Linked DNA regions of Mus musculus: all the other regions are linked to region 4. The links are chromatin contacts, called in public Hi-C, HiCAR-type, HiChIP or PLAC-seq and promoter capture Hi-C maps. All regions are on one chromosome and are shown on one strand. Each heading gives the region's core, a stretch centred on a gene start, on an enhancer-like site or on the middle of the called end of the contact. The rest is flanking DNA. Distances are from core to core; before and after follow the strand shown.

What was found. Promoter capture Hi-C pulls out the DNA fragments that hold promoters and counts their contacts. Hi-C and Micro-C count contacts between places; a contact is called where the count stands out from the background. HiCAR-type assays count read pairs that join an accessible place to other places. HiChIP or PLAC-seq counts read pairs in DNA pulled down with a chosen protein or histone mark. Capture Hi-C pulls out chosen DNA fragments and counts their contacts.
Region 1: an H3K27ac HiChIP or PLAC-seq map of thymic regulatory T cells shows a contact between it and region 4, with 5 times the contacts expected there. The contact joins the enhancer-like site here to the promoter of Zfc3h1 in region 4. A contact is called at or near these places in 3 of 39 promoter capture datasets (cranial neural crest, hippocampal neurons and pre-B cells) and 5 of 115 datasets of contacts at active chromatin or transcription factors (astrocytes, embryonic forebrain, embryonic midbrain and 2 more).
Region 2: a contact with region 4 is called in a promoter capture Hi-C map of pre-B cells, with 7 times the contacts expected there. The contact joins the promoter of Cct2 here to the promoter of Zfc3h1 in region 4. A contact is called at or near these places in 6 of 39 promoter capture datasets (cranial neural crest, embryonic stem cells, hippocampal neurons and 2 more), 3 of 484 Hi-C or Micro-C datasets (the G1E-ER4 cell line and embryonic stem cells), 9 of 115 datasets of contacts at active chromatin or transcription factors (acute myeloid leukemia, astrocytes, differentiating embryonic stem cells and 6 more) and 3 of 9 other capture datasets (embryonic stem cells, liver and macrophages).
Region 3: a contact with region 4 is called in a HiCAR-type map of astrocytes, with 6 times the contacts expected there. The contact joins the promoter of Frs2 here to the promoter of Zfc3h1 in region 4. A contact is called at or near these places in 7 of 39 promoter capture datasets (the 3T3-L1 cell line, the C10 cell line, the HPC-7 cell line and 4 more), 2 of 115 datasets of contacts at active chromatin or transcription factors (astrocytes and large pre-B cells) and 2 of 9 other capture datasets (adipose tissue and liver).
Region 5: a Hi-C map of pre-B cells shows a contact between it and region 4, with 8 times the contacts expected there. The contact joins the promoter of Yeats4 here to the promoter of Zfc3h1 in region 4. A contact is called at or near these places in 6 of 39 promoter capture datasets (the C10 cell line, cranial neural crest, hematopoietic stem and progenitor cells and 3 more), 1 of 484 Hi-C or Micro-C datasets (pre-B cells), 3 of 115 datasets of contacts at active chromatin or transcription factors (astrocytes, embryonic limb bud and neural progenitor cells) and 3 of 9 other capture datasets (adipose tissue, embryonic stem cells and liver).
Region 6: a promoter capture Hi-C map of liver shows a contact between it and region 4, with 4 times the contacts expected there. The contact joins the enhancer-like site here to the promoter of Zfc3h1 in region 4. A contact is called at or near these places in 3 of 39 promoter capture datasets (cranial neural crest, hippocampal neurons and liver) and 1 of 115 datasets of contacts at active chromatin or transcription factors (forebrain).
Region 7: a promoter capture Hi-C map of adipose tissue shows a contact between it and region 4, with 4 times the contacts expected there. The contact joins the promoter of Rab3ip here to the promoter of Zfc3h1 in region 4. A contact is called at or near these places in 9 of 39 promoter capture datasets (the C10 cell line, cranial neural crest, embryonic stem cells and 6 more), 1 of 15 datasets of contacts at CTCF or cohesin (large pre-B cells), 12 of 115 datasets of contacts at active chromatin or transcription factors (the 230-238 cell line, astrocytes, embryonic forebrain and 8 more) and 2 of 9 other capture datasets (adipose tissue and embryonic stem cells).

Annotation. Positions count from the first base shown.
Region 1 is chr10:116,918,167-116,921,831 of GRCm38.p6, forward strand. It overlaps Rab3ip (RAB3A interacting protein), which reads right to left. Exons shown (of 11, transcript NM_001359645.1): 5 at 1,408-1,485; 6 at 596-799. The region is part of intron 3 of Gm51782 (a long non-coding RNA gene); the gene reads left to right. Among named protein-coding and RNA genes, the nearest start is that of Gm51782, 5.8 kb to the left of the region's middle. Within about 2 kb of position 1,380, at least 53 of the 459 cell types and tissues checked have an H3K27ac peak or open chromatin away from gene starts, as enhancers often do. A contact at or near this core is called in thymic regulatory T cells, where this site is marked.
Region 2 is chr10:117,062,155-117,065,945 of GRCm38.p6, forward strand. It overlaps Cct2 (chaperonin containing Tcp1, subunit 2 (beta)), which reads right to left and starts at 1,698. Exons shown (of 16, transcript NM_007636.3): 1 at 1,552-1,698; 2 at 822-896; 3 at 663-728. The coding sequence starts at 1,554.
Region 3 is chr10:117,146,915-117,150,293 of GRCm38.p6, forward strand. It overlaps Frs2 (fibroblast growth factor receptor substrate 2), which reads right to left and starts at 1,560. Exons shown (of 10, transcript NM_177798.3): 1 at 1,478-1,560.
Region 4 is chr10:115,383,241-115,386,845 of GRCm38.p6, forward strand. It overlaps Zfc3h1 (zinc finger, C3H1-type containing), which reads left to right and starts at 1,719. Exons shown (of 35, transcript NM_001033261.2): 1 at 1,719-2,567. The coding sequence starts at 1,958. Thap2 (THAP domain containing, apoptosis associated protein 2) reads right to left here and starts at 1,195. Exons shown (of 3, transcript NM_025780.4): 1 at 965-1,195. The coding sequence starts at 1,035.
Region 5 is chr10:117,222,258-117,225,972 of GRCm38.p6, forward strand. It overlaps Yeats4 (YEATS domain containing 4), which reads right to left and starts at 2,250. Exons shown (of 7, transcript NM_026570.4): 1 at 2,002-2,250; 2 at 1-36. The coding sequence starts at 2,052. It overlaps Gm31963 (a long non-coding RNA gene), which reads left to right and starts at 2,229. Exons shown (of 4, transcript XR_872061.2): 1 at 2,229-2,310.
Region 6 is chr10:117,128,834-117,132,386 of GRCm38.p6, forward strand. All of the region lies in intron 1 of Frs2 (fibroblast growth factor receptor substrate 2), which reads right to left. Among named protein-coding and RNA genes, the nearest start is that of Frs2, 18 kb to the right of the region's middle. Within about 2 kb of position 1,423, at least 25 of the 459 cell types and tissues checked have an H3K27ac peak or open chromatin away from gene starts, as enhancers often do. A contact at or near this core is called in liver, where this site is marked.
Region 7 is chr10:116,948,586-116,952,188 of GRCm38.p6, forward strand. Rab3ip (RAB3A interacting protein) reads right to left here and starts at 1,868. Exons shown (of 11, transcript NM_001359645.1): 1 at 1,675-1,868. 4933412E12Rik (RIKEN cDNA 4933412E12 gene) reads left to right here and starts at 1,977. Exons shown (of 3, transcript NR_038026.1): 1 at 1,977-2,107.

The DNA of each region.
Region 1 (3,665 bases), core at 130-2,629, 1.5 Mb after region 4:
TGCCCTACAAACACTTTACACCACACATGACGGTAAAACCAGCAGTGTTTAATAATGCCGTAACTCTTACTTTACACAATTCGATAAACAGCATCTAGGCTATCTTTGTGCTTTCTAAAATGCAAGGCTTCAATTATTTCTGGGTTCTGTTTGTTTTCTTAATTATCTGACTCAACTCTAGAACTTTCTATCAATGGAAAATTTTGCTTCTCTCAGATTTCAAATAAAAAGAGCTACTAGTAATCTTTAGGAAAATCATCATATTTTCACATTTCTTATTCGTACTTTAACACTGCACTAACAGAACGTCGTGACTAGTGGGGGACCCCCTTAGGCACCCACTTTCCTTTACACAACGCATGCCACTTTATTCCCTAGATGGAAACTTGAAATGCAGAGACTCCTGCTGCAGATGCTCTGAGGCCAAGTGGGATGGGGGTGGGATGGGGAGGGTCCTTGAGAGCAGCCAGCCCTAGCAACAGCCTCCCCATCCTAACACTGATATTCTGTGCTAAAGAAGTCTGCTGGCCACCTCAGTGATGGCGATCAACAGGAGGGACAGGTCAGAGGGGACAGTCCTCTCTGCAGGAGTTACCTCTTTGCAGTCTTTTACGATTGGCTGGATCACACTCAAGTCCTGGTGGCTCCCACCCATGGCGCTGCTTGTACTTTTGTTCCTTGTGTGCCCCCTTTTAAAGGGGGTCTTTGCAGCCGCCAGAGGCTCCTGCGTAGGCGATGTTGGAGAACTGGACAGTACGAGTGTCTTCAGAGCGGCCACTTCAGCCTGAAGTACATCAATCTTGAAAAGAAAGCAGCAGCGTCACACGCACAGCATGCTCTACGGCAGATGTGGCCGTCACACGCACAGCATGCGCTGTGACAGATGTGGCCAATGCTAGCAACTTGGCGAATTTCAAGAACAGAAAATAAGTTTAATTTGTTATTTTTCTATGAAGTAATGAAGGGAAAGCAATCCAAGATTTTTGGGTTTCCATATGGATTGGATTCAACTACCAATAATGTCAAAAGGTAAATTTTAAATGGTCAAAGATACTAACATTAGTATGAATTTTCAAAATATTAAAATGTATCAGCTTACGATTACCTTTAGTTCACTCCTAAAATAATAAAATCTACTTAGGTCTCTTTTTCCCCCCTAGTGAATTAAGAGAATAAATATTAACTTTTAAAAATGACTCCAACATCCTTCTACATGATTTCCATGGTGATAAGCAAGCTGGCTGTGACACACTACACACCCGAGTCAAGGTTACATAGTTAGTGCCTATTTGCAGCTTCCACATTAGCACACTTCTCCGAGGGGTCAGGACAGCCACCAAGGGCGCTAGGCACTCATGACCGCTCTCCCCACGGTCTCCCCGCTCCACTGCGAAGGCCCCGACTCACTTTCCCCTGGGCTTCCTTCAGCTGCTTCTCTGCAGTGGCTTGCTTGACGTTCGCTTCCCTCACCATCTTGTGAGCTTCCTGAAAAAGTCAAAAGTCTCAAAAACTGGAGGCAAAGCATTGTAACGCTCATTTCAGCAGCTGCCTAGGAGGCAGCAAAGGGCCTGAAACTAACTAAGAACCCAACAACCACAGTGGGGGAAGCAGCTGCCATCAAACGGACGGGAAGGTAGGGCTGAGGCCAGGCACTCGGCACCTGCTGAGCACCGTGGCAGCAGAGGTGGGGTCCAGTCCATCCAAGGGACACCCACGTCAGGACTACAACCAGTAAAGGGGTCGGAGGACGGCTGCAGGTCAAAGCCAATACATGACAGGGACAAGACGGTGGACACCTCAGCAGAAACGACACCCAAGGAGCTCCAGTTTCCATTAAGACATGGATAAAATGACACGGGTGAAAACGACTGCACAGTGTAGCCTGAGCAGGGAATCTTCTACTCTTAAGTTCCCAATGCCACAGTTATGACACTACAGGCACGGGCCTGCCTTTCAGTCATACAGTGTTATTAATGACGTCTCTTTATGACATACTGCTCCAGGTTCTGACAGCGAATGAGGAACAAGGCAAAGGCTTGGTTCCTAAAGAGCTCAGGGTGCACTCTAACAACAGCAATGGAAATCAGGGTGATAACCCAGACTTCACTCTAAGTGAAAGATGAATTCTTCTTTAAGAGAATAACATGATCTCATATTTTAAGAGATTAAGCTTTTGTATGAAATAATCTGTATAGATTAGAGAAACTGGGAACAAAATGTGGCTTCAGACTTAGTATTTGGGAATGTAAGATATCCAAAGGAGATTCAAAGATACTTATTAAACACACAGTCTGACAGCTCTCTCGGGTCTGTGACAGCTGTTGGTCTGCAGCAGCTCGTGTGAGTCGGGAGCACGAACCTCAGACTACATTAAGTATCCCGATGCTCACTACCGATGGCTGGGATGGAATGGGACGCACCTCGGGAATACTCCCGTCACCGTGCACTGCTCACCCGGCAGAGCCCTGAAGAATGAGCTCAGCTCTGCCCTTCTGAAAACAACAGTTGCTGCAGACTGGACGGACTTTCCTGGGATAAGGTGGAACTGTCCAAAGAAGGCTATTTGGCAGGTGTTTCCAAAACAAGAACGCTATCTGCTTGGATCTCTCCTAAGATAACTGATGTTTAAGTCTGAATGCAGAAGAGACTGATGTCTGACAAAGTACCTGCTGAACAGGGCGGGGCGGGGCTGGGCCCTTGTCACCTGCTGCGCAGTCTTAAGACTGATCAGACTTAAGACAACTGAAGAGCCGACGCCTCTAAGCCAGCTTTGAAAGCCTGGAAGAGCTAAGGAAATGGTGAACACCAGAACCCAGGCCAGGATGAGCCCCAAGGTGAGGTGGGAAGTGAGGTGACCTCTCCGGCTTCAAGAGGGACCCTGATGATACACAGGAGCAGCTGATGTCCCCAGAGAAGGGGGCGCTAGCCTGAAGCATAAAGCGTCTGGCGTGGGTCTGCCGATCGACAGAACACCAAAAGGCAGCGTTTCTAGATGTGGGGCTGTTTTCTCTGACTGTCCCCAAGGTCAGGCGCCATAAGCACTGTGTACAGCAGGTGTCCTAAGCTGTCTCCACCGAGACTGAGCTTTGCCAAGAACATTTTACAATGCTGACAACGTCTTCTAGTACAAATGGCAGAAGTATGTTTAGGACCGTTTCAGAAACTGTTACAAACTCTGTCCCGCCCCAAAGCTAACTACATCAACTTTTAAGAAATATAACATTCATTAAATTTCTTGACAATTTGAGACGTGTCTGCAACGCACTCTGGCTATTTCCACCCCACGCCTGGCCTCTCTCCTCCCACCTGTCAGGGTTCCCTTCTAGTCTGACCTCTGACACCCGAGTCCTCTCTGTGACCAAGTTTTGAACTACCTATTGGAACTCGGTGCTCTCGCCTGTATACAGGTGGTACACAGGTAAAGACGATGACCTGTCCTCCTCGGGCCACCCGGGAGCCAGCAGTTCATCAGGGCGAGCTATGGTCCCTGAGCCCTCCCAGTCCACGCCTGACTGATGGTGGGCCTGGTCGTGTGCAGGCTGGGCAGGCGCCATGAAGGACGCAAATGCCGTCCTCCTCCTCAGCTTCTGGCTCTTACAGTTTTTTTTTTCCAAATCCTCTTTTTAATGATTTTCTTCTTTTAATAAAACTCAAGCAAACACTAC
Region 2 (3,791 bases), core at 448-2,947, 1.7 Mb after region 4:
CTGTCAAATTAAGGTCTAAGTACTTCTTCAAGAATACATGCAGATACCAAAACCTCTGGATAGTTAGTTGGCTACTAAATGTTTTCTATGCATGTATCCTACAACCAAACCTCAATGTGTAAAAAGCTTAGACATACAGGCAATACAAACTAGCTCTGCTACACTGTCACAAGACAGCAATGGAAACAAATATCCCAGAACACTATATGACAGTTAAACACACTAAAAGCAGATACACATAAACAAAAAACAGTATGTTACTTTAAAAATGTGTTGCAAAAATATGTAACATGATAAACTTACCTATAAGTGAACAGAAAAATACCAGCTACAGTGTACTTAGATATAATAATAAATAAATCTAAAAAAGAAAAAGAAAAAAAGAAAAAAGAAAAGAAAAATACCAGCAAGTTTTGTAAATGGTAACACTTGCTGCCACTGGAGAGGGATGTGAGATTGGGGATGGTAACACAGGAGAACGGTTTATAATTTGTAAGTTTTAGATTAAAAAACATAAATAAGAACATTGTTACTATCTACATTTACACCAAAGGCTTTAAACCATTATTAAAATTTTGGCCAGCCACTACTACGCAAGACCGCAGGAAAGCAAAATTAGAAACAAACAAAAGAAACTTCTAAAAATTCCCTATCTTTCTTACCATGCCCTTCGGTCCCAAAGTGCTCTTCACCAAGTCTCCAATGGCGATGGCACCGATAAACGACGACTTAAATTATAAAAGAAAAATCAGAAAAGGCGGTCAGAATTTACCCTCACAAAGCGTTGGATTTTATCATTTAAAAGCAACAGACGGGCTTACCAGGCGAGCTGTCTCGGCCCTCTCTTCATCAGCTCCAGCCTTGAAGATATTAACAGGTGCGAGGGAAAGGGAAGCCTAAGAGAGGAAGCCAACACACGCCGTTTGAATGCCAGTACTCGTTAACACCCGTCCAGGGCCTCTCACTAGATCGGGAAGTAGATTATCTAAAGGAAAATTGGTTTACCATCTAATTTCAGGAATCCGTCCTGGGAGTGGGGTATTTACTTAAATGGGGAGAGGGACGCTCATATGGGCGCCAGGAATAAATCATCACACCGACCCACTGGTCTGAATGGCAAAACTAAAGGCAACATTGGGCCGGTCGAGCACGGACCAACATAGCTACCTAGCTACCCTCCATCTTCCGCAGGCAAGCACGGCCACTCGCCCTTCCAGCCCCGCCCCGAAGAGGGCGGAGCCAGCAGGTCCTGCTAGAAACTTCTTCACTTGGGGTGAGGACCGGGGGTCGCCAAGGTCCCCTAGCCGAGAAACAGCCCTGATCTTACAAAGAGATGCTGACTTAGTGTGCGTTCCCCCTTCCCGTCCCGCGCGGAGAGCTCGGTCACCCGGTCCCACGCAGGCCTCATGCCCGGCCCGAGCCATGTGCGGAGGGGCCAGGAGGCGGCCGCTCGGAGCCTGCGACTCCGGTTAGACAAGAGGACCAGCGGGGCGGCAGGACACAGCGGGGCGGAGCAGGGAGCCTAAGTCCTTGGCCGAAAGCTAGGCTCACCATGGTTCCGACGGATTCCGCGTAGAGGAGAGAACCCCTCACAATCCGCGCCGGGAAGCCAGGCCGGGGAAAGAGAGAAAGGCGGAAGTGACGACACGCTCCGCCGCGGGGGGCGGAGCCGGACGCACGGGTTTCCGCCTCCTGCGTGGCGGGCTGGGCCGGAAGCGTAGCGGCTCGCTGGAGAAGGGGCGGGACCTCAGTTGGTGGCGGAAATCATTGAGCTGTGGGCGGGGCTAGGGGCGGGGCCAGGGGCGGGCTGCTTTAGAATAGAACTAGAGAACAAAGAGACAATGTACCGCGCGGGTTGCCGCGGAAACCAAGTTCCTGCTGACATATATTTTTAAAATATAATCTTTCAAAATTTGTTTTAAGGTCAGACGTACATTTTCAAGTGTTGCACACTAATCATTTCTATTATTTACCCTTCCTGGAGGCAACCATTCCCATTTTCGTGCTTATTTTTTCCTTTGGGAAAGTTATTTATCAATAGATTACTAAATGATTTTTTTATAAAGGAGTCTTCATTTAATCTTTCAGACATGATCTGACTGTGTAGCTCTGGCTTAGCTCGGAACTCACGTTGTGGACCCAGGCTGGCCATTCTGGGATGCTGCTTCTGCCCTACCTCAGCTTCATTTGTTTTCTCGGGGGGGGGGGGGGGCACCCTAATATAACTTACATGACTTCAAAGCAGAGATCAAGTCCTAAATATTCCAGTTTATCAAAAATAGTTTTCTCGGGAGCTGGAGCTATGGCTCAGCGGTTAAGAGCACTGACTGCTCTTCCAGAGGTCCTGAGTTCAATTCCCAGTAACCACATGGTGGCTCACAGCCATCTGTAATGGGATCTGATGCCCTCTTCTGGTGTGTCTGAAGACAGCTACAGTATACTCATATAAATAATAAATAAATAAAACCTTTAAAAAAATTAGTTTTCTCGGGCTGGCGAGATGGCTTAGCAGTTAAGAGCACTGATGGCTCTTCCGAAGGTCCTGAGTTCAAATCCCAGCAACCATAGGTTGGCTCACAACCACCTGTAATGAGATCTGATGCCCTCCTCTGGTGCGTCTGAAGAGTCAGCTACAGTGTACTTATGTATAATAATAAATAAATCTTTGGCTCAGAGCGAGCAGGAACTGAGTGGAGTTGACCAGAGCAAGCTGAGGTCCTAAAAATTCTATTCCCAAGAAGGCTCGCAACCATCTGTACAGCTACAGTGTACTCACATAAATAATCTTTTAAAAAAAGAGAGAAATGGTTAAAACATACATAGTCTAGGGAAAAGCCCCAAAACTAATGCAAAAAAAAAAAAAAAGTTTTCTCGGCGCTAGCGAGATGGCTCAGCGGTTAAGAGCAGTGGCTGCTCTTCCTGGGGTGCAGAGTTCAATTCCCAGAAACTCCATGGAGACTCACAACCATCTAATGCCCTCTTCTGGCATGCAGGTATACATGCAGATAGAGCACTCATTCATATATATATATATATATATATATATATATATATATATATATATTACATAAATCATTTTTTAAAAGATTTCTCTTGGAATTGGAGAGATGGCCGAGGGTTAAGAGAACTGACTGCTCTTCCAGAGGTCGAGTTCAATTCCCAGCAACCACGTGGTGACTCACAAACATCTGTAATGGGATCCCATGCCCTTTTCTGGTGTGTCTGAAGACAGCGACAGTGTACTCACACACATAAATAATTCTTTAGAAAATATTAATTTTTGCCGGGCGTGGTGGCACACGCCTTTAATCCCAGCACTCGGGAGGCAGAGGCAGGCAGATTTCTGAGTTCGAGGCCAGCCTGGTCTACAAAGTGAGTTCCAGGACAGCCAGGACTACACAGAGAAACCCTGTCTCAAAAACACCAAAAAAAAACAAAAACAGAAAATATTTTTTTCTCTTTACTCTTGACACCTAAGGCAAAGCTCTCGTGCTTAAAAAAAGAATGTTAGTTTTCCTTTTATCCACTGGTAGGTAGCATTTATCTCTCTGATCACTTAGCAAGTACTTATATTTCTGATACTTGCCGACACTCAGTCATTTTCCATTTTTAGTTATTTTTACCCTTAGATATAGTAAACTAATTTATATTGAGTTGGCAAGCTATGGAGAGTCAAATCTAGTTATCAACTGCTTATAAAGTCTTAAGCACTTAAAACTAATTATGTGTGCATGTGTATGTGTAGACATGTAAATGCCAGAGGACAACTTGGAGAAACCAGTTTTGTCCTG
Region 3 (3,379 bases), core at 310-2,809, 1.8 Mb after region 4:
CCCTTCCAGTAGTCGAAAGAGAAAGTACGAGAGAGAGAGAGAGAGAGAGAGAGAGAGAGAGAGAGAGAGAGAGAGAAACAGTATAAATCCTAACGTAAGCATAATAAGGGCAGATAATGTCACTGGTTTCATGAAGATGACTTGTGTATATTGACACCACCACAAGGTCATTTGCAACAAATAAACTATCTGATAATAATTTAAAACTCAATAAAAGCGGAAAATAGCTCCATTATTTCCTACAAACCTTTTATCCGTAGTTTATCACCTAAACTCAGTTTACTAACAGTGCCTACAAGATTTTCTTCTCTAGGAAAGTCTCAGTTTATTGGAGTTAAACACTTCATATGCTTAAATCAACAAACACCTCTGTCCCGCTGTGGGAACACCCCCACCCCGCGTTCCCACAACTGGACTACACGAAGAACCTCCGAGGAGAAACTGAGGGAAATTATATATATATATATATATATATATATATATATATATATACATATAATATACATACATATGTGTGTGTATATATATGTGTGTGTGTATATGTGTGTGTGTGTGTGTATATACACACATATATACACATATATATAATTAGCTCAAGAAATGACAGTTCCAAGTATGAAAGTAAACAAACTGGGGTGAAAAAAAAGGATACAATTCTCCAGCCTTTTGCAGTCAACTTGTGCAAGGTCCCGACTGAAGTCTTAACAACTGTGACTTCGGATGAGCGCAGGAATTCGGAAGGCTGATTACAGAATAGCATGGTTTTTTTTTTTTTTTTAACGTCAGCAAGAACACGGGGAAACTCCTCTGAATCTACGAATCTCCTCAAATCTTTGTTTTTAAGAAGTAACTCCCAACAGTTTCAGTTTGCAAGGGAGCAAAGACCCTTCGAGGAATGGTACTGCCTCACTGACCGACCCTACGCAGGCATCCAGACCCAGTTAAGTTTCGAGCCGAGTCCAAATCGAACCTCCGGCGACCCCGACGCAAGCCCCGCAAGAGATCGCCAGCATCCACACAGGGAGCGCCCCACCCTCGGACTGACTACACCCCTGGGACACAGGATAATTACTGAGACGGGAAGAGGGGACAGATCCAAGAGGCGACGAAAGTTGGACACTGATGTCCAGTGCAGTCTGGCTGTCCCGGTCCCCAGCGTCCGAGTGCACAGACCCCACAGCGGAGGCACCGAGCCCACTTGCCCGATGCAGAGAGGGGGTCGCAGCGCCGACGGCCGGGCCCCGCTACGGAGTCCCCCCTCTGCGGGCGGCCGCGGCTCCGGGAACCCCGCTCCGGCTGCGCCCCGCCCACTCCGCGGCCCCGCATCGCGCCCCTTCCCGGCCCGCGGGCCGCGCGCGCTCCGCGGCGGCCGACGAACCCCTTCCCCGGATCCCCGACGGCTGAACCTGCAGCGGACAGCCGGGTCCGAGGCTCGCTCGCCCAGCGCAGGCCCCGCTCGGCGTCCCCGGCTACTCACCGTCGGCGCGAAGGCGCTGCGAGGGGCGCGGGGTGGCAGCCGCGGAGCTCCTCACTCTCCCCGCGACCTGACCCCCTGCTCGGAGCCTCGGCGCCTGTGTCTACAAGGCCTCTCTCCAGCCCGAACCCTAGACAAGCACTTCCGGGGGAGCGGGGGAGGGCAGGGGTTTGGCACCGGAACTGCTCCCAGGCTGGAGCTGCCAGCCCTCCCGGGAGGGGCGTGGCCTCTGCTCCGGGCGCCAGCGGACCCGCCCCCGAGCCCCGCCCCCGGGCTCCTTGCTAACCCCTGTGGTCCCGCGGGCCCCGAGCTACCGCTGGCACCCCTTATTTTAACGCCTGTTAGGATCGCTCCCTTCTACTTAATTCTACAGGGGCCCGGAGAATCTAATTTCGCCGAGCCCGGAGCATTCACCGGCTTGCCGACCGGCCGGCGGTGTTATCCTTTCTCGCTTCTGTCCCGCGTGAAAATGCAGTTGACATTTATCGAAGGAAGGCTTACGGCGTGGTAGACAGGGCATTTATTACGCGATTCGGTGGCGTTAACTCATTTAATAACCTTCAAACTCCTGGAAATTGGTGCTTTTATTCTCTGTGTCTTACAGAGAAGGAAATCGGCCAAAGTATCGGACTTTACCACATATGCTGGCTCTTGGTTTTACTTTAATTTGTGGTATGCGTAGAACTCTCATTTGCCCCAAACAAGACTTTTCAAATTATTCAAAGACGGGAGCCAAATTATTTCCCTATATGGGTCATCCTTTGCACTTTAAACAAAGGCTGAGATGATGGGCTATGCAATCTTAGTGCCAGGATCCTGTTTCTTTACATTTCACCCTGGTGTGTGTGTGTGTCGTGTTCATCTCTGGATTGTAGACGTTAAAAATAATATAATGCATAACGCAATAGTAAGCATTTCAAAGTACCCAGGACTGAGTACGTCCGCACAATTCTTATACCTAACCAGTAACTAGCAATAGAGAAGACCTGGGCACTTTTGAAACTTACCAAAGACAGACAGTATGAGAGCCTACAGAGTCAGTGTCAGGCAAAGAAGTGAGACGATCTTAAAAGATTTGCTCTGTCACAAAATCAAGAAACATCAAATATTAAAGGCAGGTTTTCAGTATGAAGCAAAGCCCCACATGGAAGAAAAGGGCTCAAACCTGACAAGCTATTTTGTTTCCAGCAGTCTAAAAAGGCTGAGGCAGGGAGAGTCCGGAGAGTTTCTAGCCAGCCTAAGCTTTACAGTGAGTTTCCAGACAAAGGTGGCCAGGACTATGAAGCAAGACTCTTGTCCAAAAAGAAGGAGAGGAGGAGGAAAAAAGGAAGAGCAAAAAAGAAAAGAGTTTCTTAGCATGCATAGTGTCTGTTAAATACTGCAGGGACAAGTGTTAAGACAATCTGCTTTGAGAAAGGCAGAGTAAAAGAAAACCCCTTATTACAAATTTAAGATGCAAACAATGCCATCACTATTGCTGTATATAAAGTACTGCCTTGTGCTTTATGTAATTGCAGAAGTGTTTGTAAACACTTCCAGAATTCTCAAGTTCAAGCAGCCTTTCATGCCTCCTAGTAGACTGAAGAAGAAGAAGAAAAAAAAAAAAAAAAGACCCTGCACAGACAAAACTTAGGCTGTCTCTAGCTGTTTACCATCTCCACCCCCCAATCCCAGACACGAGCACGAGTGCGCGCCAAGGGCAGCACACGCGCGTGCGGGGGCGCGCGCGCACACACACACACACACACACACACACACACACACACACACACAGAGCCCAGAGACCTAGTGAGGGGAACCCTCAATCACAGCCTGTCACGTAACTGGTAAGTGGTGAAGCCTGGATTTAAAAGTGAAGCTGTGTTCTCAGGTGCTTTTCACCACGCTGCCAGCAGGTCTCAGGCT
Region 4 (3,605 bases), core at 469-2,968:
CTCTATTCAATTCTAAAGTCCCCGAGGGTAAGAACTATCTACATCATTAGCATAATGTCCGGCAATTAGGGACCCAGTGTACATTAGCTGTAAGAACGAATAAAGCACTACATTTGCATGAAATACTTTAAAAACAAACATCAGAGGGATTTTGAAAGTGGCAGCTTTTAGTTAGGGGATGCACGTAGTAACAGTGAGGTAGGAAAAAGAGCAAAGATATTTCTAAGATCACAAGGTATAATGGTACAGCATATAAAATCAGAACTGTTTTCAGTTTAGTTTTCAGTATTTCTTTTCTTCAGGCAGTTGGCAGTTCTAGAAGGAAAGGTGACCATTTACTGAGTGCCGCCTATTATATTCAAGTCGGTGTTCACATGCTTTGGAGTTTGACTTAACAGAATTAAAGACATGACTGTACGTTCAACCTGTGTGTGAGTGCGTGATTCTGTTCAAGAGAGAGTTTCTATTTGCTCTTTGATAAACATTGCTTAATTAGATTGACTCAGTTACCATGTGTGACTATTAGAAATGTTTCCCACGTCAATTCCAGTAGTGAAAATTGCCTAATCTTAACTCGAACTCAGCAGGCTTCTAAAGTGATTTGTTGGTTTGAACCCTTATGGCGTCATTCTTCTTAAGGCATGGTCTAAGATATAAAAAATAAAAGAGTAGAAAATAAAGGTATACTCATCACTTTTTAATGCAAGGCATAGTAACTCGGGTTTCTTTTTCTTTTCTTCCTTTCTTTCTTTTTTTTTTTTCAAATTTGGTAAACTTTCCTCGGAAAAGGAGCAAATGTTTCCAGATGTGCGGACCCACACACAAAGGACAAGAGCGAGGCTCCCCTTGCTCTTCGCAGCTGGGCAAGTGACCAAAGTCAGAGGACCTTGTTCTTCTGACACGACCGAGACTCAAGACTGCCTAGGCTCCCGTTTCCGTCACCCCGCTCCCCTCCCAGGTTTACCTGTGGAAGCTGATGTTAATGTGCTTGTTGTAGGTAGCAGCACAGCCCGCCGCGGCGCAATTGGTCGGCATTTCCCCGGGCCCCTCATTCGGCGCCACCTTACGCCACTTCGGAGGCGCTGCCCGCTAAGCAAGCTTCTGTCAAACGCTAGACAAACGAGGCAGGCGACCCCGCGCCGCCAGCTCGGTGCAGAGCGCGGGGAGGGCAGAGGGGCGTGCACAGTACCGGGGTGGGAGGGAGGGCCCACTCTCCTGTCTCTTTATTAATATGGCGGGCTTAGGCCTGCAGAGCCAACGTGCCGGAGCTCCGGGCGCAGACAGTCGCCTTCACCAACATGGCGGCCACACCCGCTCCCCGCCCTCCCCTACCTCCCGGGGTCCCAAAGAGACTAGGTCCAGCGTCTCAGACGGGGGCCCCCTAGCAATGAATGAGAAGATGGCAGATGTCTTCCCCACCGACTAATGACTCTGAAACTCAGGTCTGCGGCTGAAAGAGCATGTCCGCAACCCAGACACTAACCCCTTCCTTCCCCGCCTGCCACCTCGGACGGGATGCTAGGGGACAGTTAAGACTGCAGGGACACAAGGGCGAAGCCTGGAGCAAGAGGAGACTACAAATCCCAGCCAGCACCGCGGCGGACATGGGGGTGGGCGCTTCCTGTCTCGCAAGACTCGGAGGGTCGCCTTCCGGCGTGCCGCAGGAAATGACGCTCGGGACCCGGCCTCCTTCTACAGAGGCTTTCTCGCGAGGCGGAAGAGCAGCAAGGGGGCGCTAGGAGAGGGAACTGGCGAGCGACGGTCCGACGAGCGAGAGAGAGCGATCTGGGGTGCGGGGAAGTTGGGGAGCAGAACCTGCCGGGCGTCCGAGCACGGGAAAGGCCGCGCCCGCCGGGTCCGTTAGGACAGAGGGCGGAGGAGGAAGGGGAAGGCAGGCGGCGGTCGGGCGGTCCCCGGCCGGAGGGCTTCAGGTCGTGTGGCCAGCGCTGCACTCCGGATGGCGGCCGCCGCCGATCCTTCGACCCCGGCCTCTAGCGGCCTCTCGCCGAAGGAAGAAGGGGAGCTCGAAGACGGGGAGATCAGCGACGACGACAACAGCCGGAGCCGGAGCAGCAGCAGCAGCAGCAGCGGCGGCGGGCTGTTACCGTACCCGCGGCGGCGGCCTCCTCCCCCGGCCCGGGGCGGTGGATCCGGGGGAGGCGGCGGCGGCTCCTCGTCCTCCTCGTCGTCCTCCCAGCAGCAGCTGAGGAATTTCTCACGCTCACGGCACCCGGCCGAGCGGGGCCAGCTCAGGGGACCCAGCAGCTACCGACCCAAAGAACCGTTCCGGACTCACCCGCCCCCAGGGCGGATGCCGTCGGGGTCCCTGTCGGAAAGCAGCCCCCGGCCGTCCTTCTGGGAGCGGAGCCACATCGCCCTGGACCGTTTCCGCTTTCGAGGCAGCAGGCCTTACCGGGGTGGGAGTCGCTGGAGTCGGGGGCGAGGAGTGGGGGAGCGAGGAGGCAAGCCGGGGTGCAGACCTCCTGGAGGAGGAGGATCAGGAGGAGCGGGATCCGGATTCGGCAGCAGCCAGAGCTGGCGAGAACCCTCTCCACCCCGCAAGAGCTGTATCCTTAACGTGGCGGTCCGCCCTGGGTGTGTCGCCGGAGCTCCCTTTGGCGTCATGGCTAGGTCCCGGAGTTTTTTAACTTTTCAGAACCACTCATTTCTCTCCCCCGTTCGTCGGCGGTTGTCACGGGCCGCACTCCACCGCTATTTTCGTAGGCTGTTTGACTGAATGGGTGCCTTTTGCTTTTGGATAGGACTGTGTCATGGATTCGGGTCAGCTAGGGAAATGAAATACAGTCTGGGTTTTTAAACAGGACACCAACAGCCCAAGTTTTGTTTGTCTATTTGTTTGTTTGTTTCTTTTTTGCAAGCCCTGGGATTTCGTATTTAACAGGAAATCGACTTAGATTATTAAGGAAAAGAAGTACTCAAACATCTGGAGGAATACTGTTACTTTTATTACGTCCTGACTTTAGAGTTCGTAAAGTTTTCCTCTGTAATTCTTACTGTTCTTGTGATTTTTTTTTTCTTAAATTTGTAGTTATTCATCCCCGTTGCTGCCCTTTGTTTTCTGTGTTTGTGTGTGTGTGTGCACGCGCGTGTGCAGATCCTTTATTTTTACCAGTTTTACAATTCAGCTCTTTTAAATTCATAAGTAGTTTGGAAAGCTATATGCATTAAGTTCACTCTCCTATGTTGGCTTTTTGGCTTTATAACTTTTTGTGTTGCTGACATGTAGGTCAGAGAAAGATAAACTTCCCAGCACTTTAAGCTTAGTGTGTTAGAAAAGGAGAGATGGATAGGGAGGGTATGGGCTAGTGGAGAAGAAATGTCCTAATTTCTGCACCCTCTCACCTTATTCTCAGTTATCTTTAACATTACTAAGTTTACTCGGGATTTATGCTAAGAAATTGTCAAAAGCTTTCCTGTTTTTATGAGTTTATATGTCCTGACTTCTACTTTTTAAAATAATTTACTAAGCACTCTCATTACTGGCTATAATTCCCATGATGTGATGACTGTTTAATATATTTTCTATAAAATGTACGTCTGACACTTGATTGGAAGATACTCAAAATACTTTTTATGGAGAACTT
Region 5 (3,715 bases), core at 1,000-3,499, 1.8 Mb after region 4:
ATTGCCATAAACGATTGGCTTAACGATGGTAACCCCCTAAAAGAAAAGCAAGCTGAAAATCAGTAAATACTTCACCAGCACCTGGATAAACACCATGAGCCGCGGCGACTTGGTTTAGGGAGCCGCAGTCTAACCACGTACGGGCTGACTTAGAACAGGCGTCTCGAGCCAGCGTCACATTCACTAACGTTGGCACAATGCTTCCCACGAGAGGGGCTGGGGAGATGGTTCAGGGGTTGAAGAGCTTGCTGCTCTTGCAGAAGGCTACAGTTTGGTTCCCAGTCCTCACATGAAAAGTGGGTTGTTTGGGGTGTTTGTGTGCACGCTGGGCGCCCTGTGCAGCACATGAGGAGGTCACAGATGACTTGAAGGAATAGATTCTCTTCCTTCCACCTTCCTGAGGCCTGCACTGAGGTCATCAGACTTGGTAAGCCTTTTACCTGCTGAGCTCTGCATGTAAAAGCACCTGAGTACTTGATTAGAGAAGAACAAAATGCCTTCACAAACCTAAAAGCTAGGCTACTGAGTTCAAGTTGCCATTGTGACCGGCTCTGCTGGCTGGGAAAGGCTTTTAGATTAGCCTCTGGCAGTGTTTACCAAAGCACAGCACAAAACCCAAGGTCGGTTTATGAGAGAATTTCAGGGCAAGCATTTTCTGCTGTCATCCTTATTATGCACATACAGTTTGGGTATGGAGTACCCCCTCCCCCAAAAGGCTTATTGCTGGTCCCCAGCTGGCGGCTGAGAGGCGCCTGGACTACAGAAGCACCTTACCAAGGGATTAGCATACTGATCAGCTCACAGCTGAATGGCCTAGGAGATGGGGACAGTGGGAACACACAGGCCACTTGGGTTGGGCCTCTCAAGGGCCTATCTTGTTCCTGCCTCACCCCCACCCCTTCCCCAGCTACTAAGGAGGAAACTCAATTTGAGGACTACAGGCCTAACTTTCTCAAGTTATCCTGAACTACAAACTTCCAGATTTAACTTGTGCAAGTAGAGAAGAGTTTTCCCATGAACCTTTTGCTCTGCAATCACTTCCTACCATCCCCAAGCCTTACCTAAAACCCTGGGCAAATGCACAGCTCTACAAAGCCTCTTATACTAACACAGACTTTTACCTGGTATTTCTTTCTATTGCATTTCAGGGCTTTAGGATTTTCGATGATTTCTCATCTTACATATACTGTTAAGGCAGCTATGGATATATAGACACTATGATTAAGGTAATAAAAATAATATGACACCGATGAGGATTTTAAAATTTTTGTAGACTGATGTGATTTCTTTTAAGGAAAAAAAAAAATCCTTTCTGTGATAAGATCTGTAAGTAGAAGCCCCTTTTAGGGGCACGGGGAGAGCATCCTGAACCGGTACCTTAAAAAATAACCAGCAGGGCTGCCTCAGAGGTTAAGAGCACTGACTGCTCTTCCAGAGATACTGAGTTCAATTCCCAGCAGCCACATGGTGGCTCACAACCATCTGTAATGAGATCTGATGCTCTCTTCTGGTGTGCCTGAAGACAGCTACAGTGTACTCATATACATAAAAATAAATTTTAAAATTAAAAAAAAAAGTAACCAGCAGATGTAGGAAGGTGGGAGGGGGTGGCGAGCTGGAGGGATGGCACACAGGGAAGAGACGACTGCAGCTCAGGCTGGACAGCACACCTACATGGTGACACCTGACAACCGACTCCTGCAAGTCGTTCTCTTACCTCCACCCCTATTAATAATACACATATAGATGGGAGGGAACTGAGTGTCACAACGTCCAGTGTTAAGCAACCTTCACTAAACACGAACGAAGCTAAGCGCTCTTTGCTGACTTTATCAGCACGGGGCTTCGGGAACGACAAGACGGACGAGCCTATCCAGGGTCTGCGACTGATGCCCTAGCCACCCCGGCACCTTTGTGTTTGGCGGTGCGGAGGCGGTGACGAGGACTCGGGGCCCAATGAGCGCCGAGCTTCCGCCCCGCGCGCCGCGCCTGCGCACTGACCTTCACTCTCCCGCCGGAGTCAGGTCCAAATTCCGCCATTCTCTTGAACATATTGTCCCCGGGAAGGAGCCGCGGCGGCCAGGGAGAGAGCTCAGGCCGGCGGGGTAGCCGCTCCCCTCACGAGCCGGAGGAGGGCGGGTCGCCTGGGCTCGGGGAGCCGGACAGCCACCTCCTCCACACGCGCCGCGTCGGGGTCGGCCATTCAGCCCCGAGCTGGGAGAGCCGAGCGGAAGGGCGGGGGAGGGCGGCGGCGCATGCGCAACGGGCTCAGGCAGACAGTGCGCACGCGCGAGGCTGCAGCCTTCCCCGGTAAGAGCCTGATGAGCTGTTGCAGCGGATAAAGAGAGATGGGGATAAATTTTAGGCAGAAGTTAAGGGTAGGGAAGCACCAAAATGGTGAACGTTTGTAGCTTTAGGGTTGAGATAACCCCACACACTTCAAGATGATAGACTCTGGAATCAAAGCTTCTGATTGGGCAGGTCAGATAACTGGGCGTGGGCTTGGTAAAGAATATGCTGCCAAGCCTTGTGACCTGAGTTCGATTTCCAAGGCCAACATGATGGCACTACAGAAATGACTCCACTTCCCGCTCTTCATGGCTCAATCTGTTCTGCTGGCCATGTTCAGTCTGACTTTTCCAGATTCGTCGGGAATCTGTTTTCTCCCTATCTACAGTAAAAACCTCCTAAACCATGCCTAAGAGGGTCATGTTCTTATTTTCACTCACCATTCTTCTCTCTCATACCCTTCCCCAGTTGGAACTCTTCTTTCCAACAAGCCCCCCTCCTACTTTCATGCCCTCTTAGTTCGTGACCTATTGGCTTTAATTGGCGTTTCCTGTCCTACTATGGATGTGGGATTCTTTACCGAAGCAAGAGTAATTTATCAGTGGTACCTTACTAAAGAAAATGGCATCTCTTTCCCAAACAGTCATGAATTTTCAATAGTCCCTCTGGGAAGGGTGAGGCCCCTGGACCCCTCCCGCCATCCATGTTGAAATGTTAACATGCAATCGCAGGTCCTATGCAGATAACCGCAGCTGCAGTAAGTTCATGAGTGCAATGGCCACGTTGTGGCCAGAAGGTGTCGTTTTTGATACATGTCTCTCCATTCTCTGGCTCTTTATACCCTGAAATATTCCCCAATCTTGGAAGGAGTGGTACAACTGTCCCGAATAGTGCTAAGCACACCACCATCTCTTATTCCTGGGCGTTTTGGCTAGTTTTGGGTTTCTGCATTAACCACTGCTCATTGCAATAAACTTCTCTGATGAAGGCTGGGCACAGCACTAATCAATGAGAATAATCAGGAGACCGAGAAGCGAATTTAACAGCATGGTCAATCAATTTTTGCTAATTTTTAAAGAAAAGATTTATTTTATGTATGGGAGTACACTGTAGCTGTCTTCAGACACACCAGAAGAGGTCAGCGGATCCCACTACAGATTGGTTATGAACCACCATGTGGTTGCTGGGAATTGAACTCAGGTCCTCTGGAAAAGCAGCTAGTGCTCTTAACCACTAAGCCCCCAATTTTTGCTAATCTTTAATAAAAGTATTTTTTTTCACTGTATTATCTATTGAGAGAGAGAAAGAGAGAGAGAGAGAATGAATGTGGGTCCTAGAGATCTGGTTAAAGTCATCAGGCTTGATAACAAGTACCTTTACTTTTGCCAGCCCCTGTTTTTGATAATCTTGGCTGTTTCTATAGTCA
Region 6 (3,553 bases), core at 173-2,672, 1.7 Mb after region 4:
TGAGGACAGCAGCATACTGAGGACAGCAGCATACTGAGGACAGATATGCACATATCTGCATCCACAGCTCTCTTAAAGCCTGAATGAACAAAAATGAAAACAGATAAAGGGAACTTATCAGATCCCAAACAAATAAGGAATTTCAGCGGGAATAATGCTGTTTCTTCTTTTACTTTAGTTGCTTCCATACCCAGCTCCCTTTATAAGGTCTTTAAGCTGTAGTCCCCGTCCCCATACACTCATGTCCAACATAATGGGGGTTGGGGACAGGTCAAGACAGGGTTTCTCTGTGTAGCTCTGGCTAGCCTGGAACCTGCTTTGTAGACCAAGCTGGCCTCAAAGTCAGAGATCTGCCTGCCTGGTGGTGGTACAAACACTGCCACCACCTGACCATTATTTTTAAAAATAATTAGCCGGGCGTGGTGGTGCACTCCTTTAATCCCAGCACTCGGGAGGCAGAGGCAGGCGGATTTCTGAGTTCGAGGCCAGCCTGGTCTACAAAGTGAGTTCCAGGACAGCCAGGGCTATACAGAGAAACCCTGTCTCGAAAAACAAAACAAAACAAAAAAATTATGTTCCATTTTTACCCCACAATATACCCTTACTTTTTAAAGAAAACAACAACAAATCAGACTTCAAGACAAGACTTAAGGAATAAAACAACAGGGGATCAAGGATAGGGGTGAAATATAAGAAGCTACCCAAACCACCCTTTAGACACTCAAGAGTACTTAATGACTAAATAAAGCAGGTAACCTAAATGGCAGCCACACCCCCACAGCACGGAAGACCTTAAGTTGAACCTATCTACGCAGAGCTACGCACAGATCCTGACTAATCATTGTCTACTTGACTTTGGGGGTTACTGAGATCCTGACACCCCAGCTCTCTCAAAGGTAAAGATGGAAGTCAGAATAATAATTCAGTACAAGTCTTTTTAAAACGTCAACCTGACCCTTCTGCAGTACTAAAGGTCTGCAGCTCTTGCCTGACTCCCTGCACTGGTATAGTCTTCTAAGTAAACTATTCAGTGTTCCCACCTCCTGTTCTTACCAAATGAACAGGGTGACAGTACAAGCCACCTTCTTGTCCCCATACCAATTCCTGTCAACTTGTTACTATAGCTAGTTAAACTTATGAATTTTAAGTAAAAGAGACTGTTTTATGAAAAAGTTCAAAAATACTCAAAAGGCTAACTTTAGAAAAAATTATCGTGTGTGTGTGTGTGTGTGTGTGTGTGTGTGTGTGTGTGTGTGTGTGCTGTGTGAGGGGTGAGGGGTGTGTGTGTGTGTGTGTGTGTGTGTGTGTATCACGCAGAAGTTTGAAGACAATTCACAGAAGTAGGTTCTCGCCTAGCATGTGGGTCAGGCTTAGGTCACACGGCTTGGCAGCAGTTACCTTTCACTGGCTGAGCCATCCTGTTGGGTCCTTGCCCATTTTTTACAGTTATTATGAAATTGGGTGTATTTTAGACAGCTTTAAAAGAACAGGAGAGGTGGGCTGGAAAGATGGCTCGGGCTACGACTGTTGGTTGCTCTTCAAGAGGACCCAAGTTCAGCCCCTAGCACCCACAGCAGGAGGCTCACCATGCAGTTACTCCCACTCCAGAAGATCCAACACCCTCTCTGGTTCCTATAGACATGCACACAAATAAAAATAACCTTTTTAAAAATAATAGAGAAAAGAGAACATAAAAGAACCTAGAAGCAGGGATGGTTGTACACACCAGCAGTCAAAGAGACTCCGGAGACCTCAGGAGAGTGGTACATGCCAATAATCAAAGAGTCAAAAGTCAGGAGATTCATCTCAAAACAAACAAACAAATGTCTACAGGCAGAGTTTGTATTTTACTCATGTTCTCCTGTAATAAGAAAGAATACTACTGGGTCACTTAATAAATAATGCCCCATGGATATTACTATGCTAAAAGGCAGCCCAGAACTTTACCCACCGGATATATCCACAAAGAAAAGCCTTGACCTTGACTCTCACAGTGTATCCTTTCCCCTTGTGTGGGGAAATTAGTAAGAGGACAGAGATTTCAGTTAAATTGTTTAAATATGGTCAAGCCCAATAATAGGGGCCTACACTCCCAGCTACTCCACAATGACAGGGGCCTACACTTCCAGCTACTCCACAGTGACAGGGGCCTACATTCCCAGCTACTCCACAGTGACAGGGGCCTACACTCCCCCAGCTACTCCACAATGACAGGGGCCTACACTCCCAGCTACTCCACAATGACAGGGGCCTACACTTCCAGCTACTCCACAATGACAGGGGCCTACACTTCCAGCTACTCCACAGTGACAGGGGCCTACATTCCCAGCTACTCCACAGTGACAGGGGCCTACACTCCCCCAGCTACTCCACAATGACAGGGGCCTACACTCCCAGCTACTCCACAGTGACAGGGGCCTACACTCCCAGCTACTCCACAGTGACAGGGGCCTACACTCCCAGCTACTCCACAGTGACAGGGGCCTACACTCCCAGCTATTCCACAAGCTGAGACAAAATGTTTGAGCTCAATCTCAGCAATACAGAAAAACTTCATCATAAAAATAAGTCTGTTTATGATTTCCCACTCTTGCGCGTGCTCGACTGGCCAGGAAGAACGACGCTGCAACATCTGCACACGTTTATTGGGAGAGCTTGATTGTAGAGGCAAAAAGACCCCCGAGCCCAGAACTGGTGCTGCTTATATAGGCCTAGGAGAGGCGTGTCTCACACCCGGATTGGTTATGCACTACGCCTCATTTGCATGTTCTTCATCTGATTGGCTACTCTCTCTCTGTATCTCACAGAGCCTCATTATCATACCTCATTTGCATGTCTCACATCTGATTGGTTACTCTCTCTCTCTCTCTCTCTCTCTCTCTCTCTCTCTCTGTACCTTACAGAACCTCATTATCATGCCCCATTTGCATGTCTCACATCTGATTGGTTATACTCTCAAAGCCTCATTATCATGCCCGGGCCAGGCAGTGTCTTTGCAAAAAACTTTACTGCATATGTACACATTGGTTGTTTGTCCAAACTTATGTATGGTGGCCAGCAGTAGTCAGTGCCACTCTGCAATGGCACATGTGGCTTCCCACATCCCACAAATCGTTTTTTCAATTAGATACTCAATATTTCATATATGAAATCTTTGTATGTGACAGTCAAAGCTTTCTGTTACTGCGGAGGCTAAATAAAACTATGTACTTAATTACACAGAATGACTACTATTTATTTAAATTCTGTTCCAAGGCGGGAGATGTAGCTCAGTGGTAGAGTGCTCGCCTAGCGTGAACATGGCCCTGGGTTTATCTCCAGCATTGTTCTCTTATACCCTGTTGCACTTCAGAGTTCTGCTCTCTTTTGTTGTGATCTGATGATCAGTCAGATGGTATGTGTTTGCCTAGCATGTCCAAAGCCTGGTGCTTAATCCCCAACACTGTATTCACAGAGATTATGCACATGTATTGTGTACTATGCATGGTGGTACATACCTGTAATCACCCGCAGCCTTGAGAGGTGGAGGCAGGACAATCAGAAGTTCAAGCAA
Region 7 (3,603 bases), core at 618-3,117, 1.6 Mb after region 4:
CCAGTTAAACTCATATCCCACCTTTATAAAGTTCATGTTGGGTTGAAACAACCAACTACTAAAGGAGCAACTGCTGACATTTGAATGTGTTTCTACTGAGTATGCTCAATAAATGATTTACTCGAGGTCGCATGCTTGGTGAGAGATGGTTCTGAAAGTTATCCGTTTTCGTTAGAGCTAAGCCTTTGTGAGACCCGCTCAGCAGAAAAGCATGGGTTATCTAACCCATACAATACATACAAAACTAACGTTATATCCTAGCTTCCATTCTGCCACGGCGTAAATATGAGGGGTGGGCAAGTCCCAGTAATTTTTCCATTAAAAAAATATATATATATATCTGTAGGGCATCCACGTATACTGCAGAGTAGAGGCATAAAGAAACTCTGAGGCAAAGAATATGTCTCAGAGTATAGAATTACACTGATTCAAAAGTACAGCTGCATTTAAACAGAGACATCAAAGCTCCACAAAGAAACTGAACATCAACCAGGCAGTGGAAGGTGAGAATCATTCGCTAGCACAAATGACTTGCTATGTAAGCAATGAGGCGTCTCATCAAGCACGCTCATTCACAAAAGAAGGCATTAATTCAAAACATCCTTGGGCCGGAAAGAGAAAAAAGTTGAAAGACGTCTGTTCTTATAGTTAAGAATGCATTGCTGAGTAAATCTGTGTAACTGTTAAGTTCAGTTAATATATTCCCCTAGGGCCTTGAGGAGTAGATTCGGAATGCAGTGTCTATTCAAACATGAAAAGTCCTCTGAAAACGCACAGTCCTGGTAAATAAATAACACATGCTAACTGAACAAGGCCCCATAAAACTGGTGAAATATTTAACAGTATCAAATATTTACAACGATGGGCTGCATACCTACTCTGCCTCCTTTTCCTCTCGATTCATTGTTTAGAAACAAAAACTTAAGAACAGTGTAATGAACAGAAACCGGGTCTTTCAAGAGATTTACAATAGAACGGTTTGTTTTAATCCTCTTATCGGCCTCTCCTCCAATTATGCAATCATTCCAGAGCCAAAAGATCACAGGGCTCTTTCCCTTGACACGGGGGACACTGAGAAGTGTCTAAACAGGTAGGCTGGGAACAGGCAACATTTCCTTGAAACTAAAGTGCCTCTGGGGCACCAGCTCTAACTCGGAGGAGAGTGCGCCAGCCAGCCATTACGGATCGATGTTTTAATCCCCAACAACTGGCAACTCTTCGCGTGCTGCAGCGTCCACCCGGCACCATCCTCTCCCCAGCCTCGCTATTCCGCGGGCGGCGGGGGGCGAGCGGCCCACGCAGGGGGAACCGCTGTTCTCCCACTCCCGGGGTCCCGATTCCCGAAGTCAGGCTGGGCCGAGCGCGGCGGGGGAGACCCCGGGAACCGGCGACCCCCGCACATCCCCGGCCAACCGCGCCGCCCGCGACTTAAGCAACTCCGCGACCGAGGCCGCGCGGGCCGCCAGGTGAGCGCCGGAGCCGCCGCCCTTCGGGTCCCCGGGGCTCCGCAGCGGGCGGGCGGACGGGCGGACGGGCGGGCGCGATCCGCGCCCTCCCCGCCGCCTCCTGCACCTGCCCGGCCGCGCTCCGGGCCGGCGGGACAAGGGCGCGAGGCGAGGCGCCGAGGGGGCGGTGCTCACACCGCCCGCCTCTCCCTCCCGCCGCCGCACTCACCTGCCGGATCCGCCGCGGCCGCCGCCCGCGCTCGGCAGCGCTCGCAGAGCCGCAGGGTGCGCGTGCCCAGCTCGGGAGACGCGGAGGACGGCGGCGGACAGACGCCGCTCCACTCCGCCGCGGCTGGCGCTCTCTGCGATGGGAGCCGAGGGAGGGAGAGCCGACTGCGCCTGCGCCGAGCGCCGGGCGGAGAAGCGGCCGCCCCTCCCCCTCCCCCGCCCCCGCCCCGGGAGAGAGGGCGGGACTAGAGGCGGGACCGGGAGGGAGTGGCGAGGGGGACTCGCGCGCTGCGGCGCCCCCTGGCGACAGGAGGGGCTCGGTGCAGGCTAATCCACGCGCGGAGTCCAGGGTCCCTCTACAGCGGTTTCCCTGGGAACCACTCTGGCTGGAAATCCTGTGGCTGCCTTTGGAGGATGTGAACTCTCCTGGGATGGTAAGAGGCTTTGGACTGTGTATTGAGGACAAGCAGAACCGACCTGAAATTCCGCGTCTGTGGATACCTGAAGCTGGAGTAGGAGGTTAGGGGCCCGGGGAGGGGGGGGGGGGGGGGATGGGATGGGCGGGGAGCTGGTAAACCCAGATCCTTCCACTTTCAGTTTCCAAAGACCGTCTCTCATCTTTTACAGGAACTATATCTATTGTTTTGTTTTGTTTTGTTTTGCTTATCAAACTTCCATCCCACATTCGGGCTTCCAAGTTGGAAAACAAAAAACAAAGTACAGACAGAATCAAGCCCTGAAAATCAAACTCAGGGATGGGGGGTGGGAGGGAGCAGTCATCCTCGGTATTTCCGCCAATGTTTGTGATACTCAGAGGCAGGGGCTGCCATTCTGTTGAGTACATCAAGGAGGTGGTAATAAAAAGGAAGCTATGTGTGTGGTCCCTGTGATCAGCCACCTACTGACCTCTGTGACCTTAGGCGAGTTCATCTGCAATATCGCCAATCTTCTCACTGATAATTGGAAATAAGAATGTCTACCTCATCAAGGTTTTGAGAGTTAAGTGGTTTAATATATGTAATTAGTGTACCTCACCACATTCTGTGACACAGTGAGTCATACAGAAACACACATGTGTACACACACACACACCTCTACAAAAAATTCCTACCATCCAAAGACTCAAACAAAAGGAGACAAGTTTACTATTAAGAGAAAACTTTATGGGCTCCCTGTTTTACACATTTTTTTTCTAAAGAGATGTTCACACACACACACTTTTTGTTTTGTCTTGGTTTTCGAGACAGGGTTGGCCTCGAACTCAGAAATCTGCTGCCTCTGCCTCCCAAGTGCTGAGATTAAAGGCATGCACCACCACTGTCCGGCTCACACACACATCTTTTATCATATGGAATTGGTAATTACTTAACCCATGCTCCAGTTTCTTTGTAAACCATTCCCTGATGCTCGCCTGCCTCCCAACCCTAACTCCTTACCTGTGATCCCAGAACACTGTATTTCAGTGGTTCTCAACCTTCCTAACACTGTGACCCTCTAATACAGTTCCTCATAGTGTATACTAACCCCCAACCATAAAATTATTTCCGTTGCTACTTCATAACTGTAATTTGGCTACTGTTATGAACCTTAACATAAATATCTGTGTTTTCTGATGTCTTAGGTGACCCCCTGTGAAAGGGTCATTTGATCCCAGAGGGGTTGCGACCCACAGGTTGAGAACTGCTGCTTTAACTCTTGCAGTGCATATTCCCCATGAATCATAAGTAGACTTTCCTCTCTTTTCTCTTTAGTCTGTGTCTTGAGAACAGGCACTCTGCTTGACAGAGAACTCTGTAAAGGTAGGAAGAGGAGATGGTTGACACACAGGGAGAATGCTCTATTTGGTATATGAACATTTGGAGGATTGGCTCTTCAGTTTATTCAATGTAAGACCCAAAACATCACGGGTCTACAGAAGACAGTAATGCTA